Regions from separate parts of the Mus musculus genome. Here region 1 is linked to region 2. Evidence: chromatin contacts called from public HiChIP or PLAC-seq data. All regions are on one chromosome and are shown on one strand. The core of a region is the stretch at or near the end of the contact, and the rest is flanking DNA. Distances in the headings are between cores, read along the strand shown.

Region 1 (3,222 bases), core at 92-2,591, 120 kb before region 2:
CCTATGAACTGGAAAATAAATTTAAAGAGTTTCTATGACCTGTTAAAGGGACAGTCTGAAAACTGCACTGGGCATTAAAGTAAACCAGGGCTTTTGTTTAATGCTGGCTGGCCTGTGGAGGAACTAAACATCTGCATTTCAAACACATTCACTGGGGATACTGTTACAGCCAGCCTAGGGACCAGCACTCTTAGAAGAGATAAGCTCTGAAACTCAACTCAGAGAATGTTAGTTGAGAACTATTATGTGTAGATTAGAGGGGGGAGGAATTAAATAAATAAAACAGATCTGCTTTGGATCTTGTCTCGCACATATGTCTGACATCTTGACAGCACCCAGCTTCCTAAAGTGCCAGAGAAAAACAACCATTGCTGTAACCTTTCTCCAGCTGGAGACCCACTACCAGCTCTCCAGGTCCTCTGGGAAGCCCTCCTGAAATTGATCCCCAAGCACCTGCTTGCAGAAGCTCAGTGTCTCCCTCTGTCTCCCAGCTGCCCGTGGCTCACATGTGTTCCTCCATCACCAATAACATGGGAATAAGACCCCATCCAGCCTGCCAAGCGTCAGTGTCGCAGGACAACCCAGTGTCTCCTTCATCCTCCCTGTTCAACGACAGCATCCCCAGCTGTCAGAAGCCATCAGTGGCCTTGGTCACAGGTAGACCACTTAGCTGGGCCGGCATGTGTCTGTGGGGTTAGCTTCCACCCTCTGTGTTCTGACAGCAGCCTGCAAGGGCTCACAGAGCTGACTGAAGAGCAATTCCAGTTTTAATGAAAAAAATACTCCTACCCTTAGGATTCTGAGCTGCTACCAGGGATTTGCAAGTTGTTCTAAGGCTGTTTTTAAGACAAGCCCGTGGTATTTACATAGATATATGGGCCTCTTTAAAGTACTGTGGGGTTCTTATGAAAGGTATGTATAAAAGTTCTTGTTTTACTAGAAGGATTATATAAAAGATGTTAAAACATATTTCGACCAAGAAGTGGTATAGATGGTCACCAAATATAATGTATCCATTGTAAAGAAATCCCCACAAGAGACCTCTGAAATCCTAACGTGATTGAGTTATGCTGGACCCAAAACCCATTGAAAGTTTTCCAAACGGTAAAATATTAAATACACTCTTTTTTAAAATATTTACCAGTTAAGCACTCAAGTCCTGTAACTGGCTGACCTTTCACAGTAGTTTTTCTTCTACTTTTCCAAAAGCAGCCAAACAGGGATTTTTTTTTTCCTTTGACTGCTTTGTTTTGCCTTTTGTCGACAGGGTGGGGACTGGGGGGGACTGGATTTATTTTAAGCATAGGACTGCCCCCTCCGCCTATGCAATAACATCATAATGGCAGAATAATCACTGTAAACAATGCCCTAGGGATTGAGTTGGCTACAGTGTGGGCTCAGGGAGCCAGCTCCCCTGCTTTTCTTAACTACATCACTGCATTCCTGTCTGTGTGAGGATAAGAAGAGACTGCTTTCAGAGCAGGTTGATGGAAAGCGCTAATTGTTGACACATTAGCTAATTGTTATGATTAGCCCCTGGGGTTCCTTTCCTTTTCTTTCCGTTTTTCCCCCCTAGAAGTCAAGATCTTGGGTGTGAAGTATGAAGATGCATCAAGACAACAATGCTATACAATATTCAAACAACCGAGAGGCTGATCTTTGAGGGGACTCAATCCCTAGACTGTCATGCCTTAGGAACAGGCGACCCTCACAGGGGGGAAATATGCATCCCAACTGCCACATCCACCCAATACTTCAGACAGAAGTGGTCCCGGGTTATCACTAATAATCTGTTTTTACAAACCCACTGTGTCCTTGGAAAATTGAAGCAACTCCAAAGCAAACATACCATGTACAAACCATCACAGTCTACTAACAATGGAAGCAGCTTAGCGTCTGGGATAATGTGAATCTGTGAAGTTCCCCATATGGATGGTTCTGTTTTCTAGGATTTCATGGGTTATTTAAAATTGGGGTCATTCTCCACCATGGCTCAAGGCCAGAAAACAACTTGGGCAGAGGAAATAGTTCAGTGGATGCACTACTTGCTGCACAATTTGAGAACTAAAGCTCATATTTCTAGAACCCACGTAAAATGGGACAGGAAGCCTACAATCCCAGTACCTGAGCAGCAAAGACAGGAGATCCCAAGACAAGCTGAATGGACATACCAGAGAGTGCTAGGCTCAAACAGAAAGAAACCTTGTCTCAGTAATCAAGTAGGAAGACCCTGACATCAACCTCTGTTCTCCATTCTCATTCTCTCTCTCTCTCTCTCTCTCTCTCTCTCTCTCTCTCTCTCTCTCTCTCACACACACACACACACACACACACACACACGTGCAAACTCATGTGCATGTACACATGAAAATTAAAACAGAGAGAAAGCAACTACTGATGAAATAATTCTAAAATTGGCATGTGGCAAGGAAATCAAATAAGGATAGAAAGGAGCAAGCAATCTAATTAAAAGCTCAATTCTTACAATCTTACAATCAAACTAAAAGTTTCAATTCTTGGCCTCAGCCACTGAATGAATCATCAAGCTGTGCTTTGCCTGGTTTACTTGTAAATAATGCAAGCCAATGTTTACTGTTTGTTGTAGGAATATTCTAATTATATATAAAATATATAACTATATATGACAACTGAATTTTAAAGTAATTCCAGGCAAATATGAAAATTAAAGCAACATTCAACTATGGTACAGTGTTTGCGTCTAGCTTAACACAGAGACACGATCTTCTTAAACAAGTCTTGCACTCAATGTGATTGCATCTTACATTCATCCATTAACAAGGAACTCTTCATTCTTTCTACATGTGCCTACAATCCCAGCATTGGGACCACAGAGCAGGAGGATCCAAGGGGCTTGCTGGCCAACTGGCAAGGTAGAGAGCAATAAAGAAGAAACCCAACATTGACCTGTGGTACACGCACACACACACAAACACACATAGAGAGAGAGAGAGAGAGAGACATACGCATGAACACATATGTGTACACACATGCAAGGCAGTGCCCAAGATTTCTTGCATCCATGTAAGTCAGTGCTGAGTACGGTTGGTGCAACAGAAACAAAGCACTGTCACTTCTTCACAATTTAAATTCTGGAAATTAAAGGGTCTTTTAATTTATTTCTAACTTTTTAATCTCTTGTTATTAGCAGGCAGGATACATGTGCCATCATATGTATTTGAAGGTCAGAGGACAACTTTGTGT
Region 2 (3,520 bases), core at 756-3,255:
TCCAAGAGAAAAGATGCCGCTAGAGCGTATGTGAGTGCAGGACACGAGTGCGGAGTGGCTGGAGCACTGGAAAGACGCCCGGGAGGACAGCGTCTCGCCGGGCGTTACGTTGCATTCCCCACACCGGGAATGCCGGGGGGCTACGACTGTAGCCGGCGCCGCTGTGCCAGGACGCGCCCGGTGGTGCTGCATGGAGCGCCTCCAGCCCTAAATTCCAATGTGCAAGGGATGGGGGGGTACGCTTGGGGACTTCACTGGGGCAAACATACTATCCACATCCTATCTTTAGTCTCTCTGGTCCGAAACAAAACAATTAAGAGAGTTCGAGATTCCTCAAGTCCAAGTGTGAGAGGCATGGGCGGCCTGGCCGGTCCTTTCCCGAAGCAGCTCTGATGTCCGAGGGAGTAAGAAGGCGGCAGGCTGCTCGTTGGGCCCCCTTCAACGCTGGGCAGAAGCATTTGAACAAACCCACCTCAGACTCCTACTAGTCCCTGCTAAGCAACCCTTCCCACCCTACCCTGTCCTGGAGTGTCACCCAAGCCTTCCCTGAAAGCGTGGGGGATGGTAGTCTAGTCCCCCATAGCCCCAAACCCCACTACCCTAGTCCCGCGTGACCGAGGCTGCTCCGCTCCGGGCAGACAGAGGGCGCCGGGGAGGACGAGTGACCCGGGACCCCGGCTGCACCCAGAAAGAGAACGGCAGGCTGAGCTGCTCCCCCTTGGTGGCCCCGAGTTCCGGCAGCCCGCCCCCTGGGGGTCACTCGGCGCCCTGCCAGCCCGGGCTTCTCGGGTCGGAGCGCGCCCTCCTGGCCTTACGGAGCAGCGTTCTCGGCTGGCCGCGCGCCCTCCACGCCCGGGCCTGAGAACGCCGGCGCGGCCTCCGCTCTCCCCACCTGCCGAGTGACTCTGCGGAGCCGAGAGCTCGGCGCTGCCGGGGTTCCCCCCACCCATCCCCAGGACCGTGTCCCCCCCGGCCCCCCTGCCTCCCCTTCCCCAGGGCTCCCGCCGCGTCGCACACGCCGCCGCGTACAAGGACCGAGCGCACAGCGCCCACTACCGCAGCCGCGGCTAGGCGCAGCGCCGATCGCCCGCGCAACTTGCAAGCGGCCGCCTCGCAACTTTTCCCAACTCCATCGCGGCCGGCTGCGGCCACAGCCACCGCGGCTCCCTCGGAGCCCGCCACCCGTCCCAAACCCCAGAAACAAACAGAGCTTCAGAAAGGCGCCCTTCCCCTGCCCGCCCCCCCCCCACCCGCTTCCCCCCTCCTCCCGCTCCGGGAACTAGCTGGTTGGCCAGAGGCGACTCTCCCCCGCCTGGGGGGGGAAGGGAGGGGAGGGGGACACACTCTCCTCTCCCCCCACCCCTTCGCGCTCACTCGCGCGCGCCCTCCTCCCTCCCTCCCAGCTTTTTGCTGCCCCCACCCCCACCCCGGAGTTGCCACAGCTGGTCCTGGTGCGGGGCTCAGGGCTACCGCGCTTCCACTGCGCCCAGAGCAGGAGCCAGGGCGCGGAGGCAGGAATCGGCAGGTTGCTCCGGCTGCCGGCTGCGCTGTGCCTGCCTTCCACCCCAGGCCCCCCGCGCCAAAGCAGCCCGCGCTCTCTCCCCGTGCGCTAGACACAGATACGCAAGATGGCAGAGAAGGGGGGGAAGCCAATAGAAAAGGGATATTGCACCTACTTGTGGCCAGTTTCCTTGCCCTGCCTTTGGATCTCATGCTGTGCCCAGTCCTGCAGCCGCTGCTGGGTGGTTAGGTTTTTTTTTTCTTGGATCTTTTCCTTCTTTTGCTCTCTCTCTCCCCCTCCCTTCTCTCTCTCTCTCTCTCTCTCTCTCTCTCTCTCTCTCTCTCTCTCTCCTCTGTCTCACACACGCACACACACGCACACACTCGGTCTTTCACTCTCTCTCCCTCCCTCTCTCTCTTTCTCTCAATCCACACTCGCTATCTCTAGCATTGTCAGTTTGGACACCTTCGCACATGCGCGTTAGACGCCCCTCCAACATCTCAGCGCCGCCAAAAAAAGTTTGGAGCGATTTATCACTTTGATTTGGAGATCTTGTCAGATGGCAATCGCCGAGGAGGCGGAGAAAGGGAGCTACGGGGAGGGCGGCAGGGGGCGGGGAGCGAGCGCGGGGAGCTGGAGGGGAGCAGACACTTCGCCCAAACGGGAAAAAAAATAAAAAGAAAGAAAGAAAAAGAAAAGAAATGAAAAGTCTTGGACAGAGAATTGATTCGTGGGGCAGAGGACTATGTCTGTGTGGGAGTCAATAAGCCTGCATTATAATTATTATTAATGTTTTCTCCACCATAAATTACATTGTCTGTAGGGGAACCGAGCGGAGGAGGGAAAAAAAACTTTAGGATAAATCTTTCCGTCTACACAAGAACTAGGCTGAGGACTGGACCGTGAACGTGTTATCAGAAGGCGAGAAGCATCTTGAACTTCAGAGCTCTGCCCTTGCTGCCGCTCTCTCCTTCTGAAGTTCCTGGGGCTTCCGCTTTGGATGAATAACCGGTTCTCGATTTTAGCTGTAATACCAACGGTAGCTGCCATCCTAGGAACATTTCAGTAGTCTGTTTCCATCAAGTAGCAACAATCGCCCTTGATGCCCAGGTCCCGCCGGGCTGAACATTTGACATCCAAGACCTCCTGCCTTGCCTAAGGTCGGCCGGCACCTTCCGGCCTCCTGCTGCTACCCAGCCCGCCTGCCATTTCCACTCACTCACTGAAACCTACAACCTCTGGGGTCACCAGAAGGAGGAAGGGGGGAAATTCCATACGCATACCTAGAAAATACAAAACGTACATTGTTGAAATGTGCCTAATTACAGAATTTACTAATGAAGTGTGCAGGCAGAAATGAAGGCGCAAGGGGTTAGGTGTGTTCAAGGTATGAATCACTCCCAACTCAGTATGGATTTTTCTTAGTACAACCTTCTTGCATTAAACAGTTGTGTTCAATACCTTCCACGTGCTATTTATGTCTCCATTAATATCTGCTGCAAATCCTGCCAGACACCATAAAAGAAAATTGCCATCTTTTCCGTGCGGTGCTGCTACCATCCTAAAACTCAAGTCGGAAGAAGCAGGAAAGTCCTGGTCTCTCCTCTGAGAGAGCAAGGACGAGCAGGGTTGTTGGGAACTCAGTTGCACCTGTTGGTATTCATTTAGTTTGAGCTCAGACTGCGGTTGTGAGAGAGCGAATATCTAGGTTCAATTCCCAGGGGCTTCGGTGGCCAAGCTTACAGGACCTACCTCATCTAAGAATACCCACCACCTTTCCCTCCCCAGAGCTGTGTAATTCCAGGAGCATTCAGACATAAGATACAGGTCCCTAGAGAACCAAGCTACAGCTCCCAAGGGAGACAGATGTGTAACCTTGAAATATGAGGGAGAGACAGGGGAAGTAAAGGAGGAAATGGCAGAGAACCGGAGTGAAAACAGCTTCCAGAGGAGAAAATGCTGGAGCCCACACACACATGAATCCCAGGGAATCCTGCCATCTCCATCTCCCCTCCCCCA

Evidence for each region. HiChIP or PLAC-seq counts read pairs in DNA pulled down with a chosen protein or histone mark.
Region 1: a contact with region 2 is called in an H3K27ac HiChIP or PLAC-seq map of heart atrium, with 5 read pairs. The contact joins the enhancer-like site here to the promoter of Mecom in region 2. A contact is called at or near these places in 3 of 484 Hi-C or Micro-C datasets (embryonic fibroblasts, myocytes and nephron progenitors), 6 of 115 datasets of contacts at active chromatin or transcription factors (embryonic hindbrain, embryonic midbrain, embryonic stem cells and 2 more) and 2 of 9 other capture datasets (adipose tissue and pancreatic islet).

What each region holds. Positions count from the first base shown.
Region 1 is chr3:30,391,035-30,394,256 of GRCm38.p6, forward strand. All of the region lies in intron 1 of Mecom (MDS1 and EVI1 complex locus), which reads right to left. Among named protein-coding and RNA genes, the nearest start is that of Mecom, 120 kb to the right of the region's middle. Within about 2 kb of position 1,342, at least 7 of the 459 cell types and tissues checked have an H3K27ac peak or open chromatin away from gene starts, as enhancers often do. A contact at or near this core is called in heart atrium, where this site is marked.
Region 2 is chr3:30,507,754-30,511,273 of GRCm38.p6, forward strand. Mecom (MDS1 and EVI1 complex locus) reads right to left here and starts at 2,006. Exons shown (of 16, transcript NM_001370769.2): 1 at 1,677-2,006. The coding sequence starts at 1,713.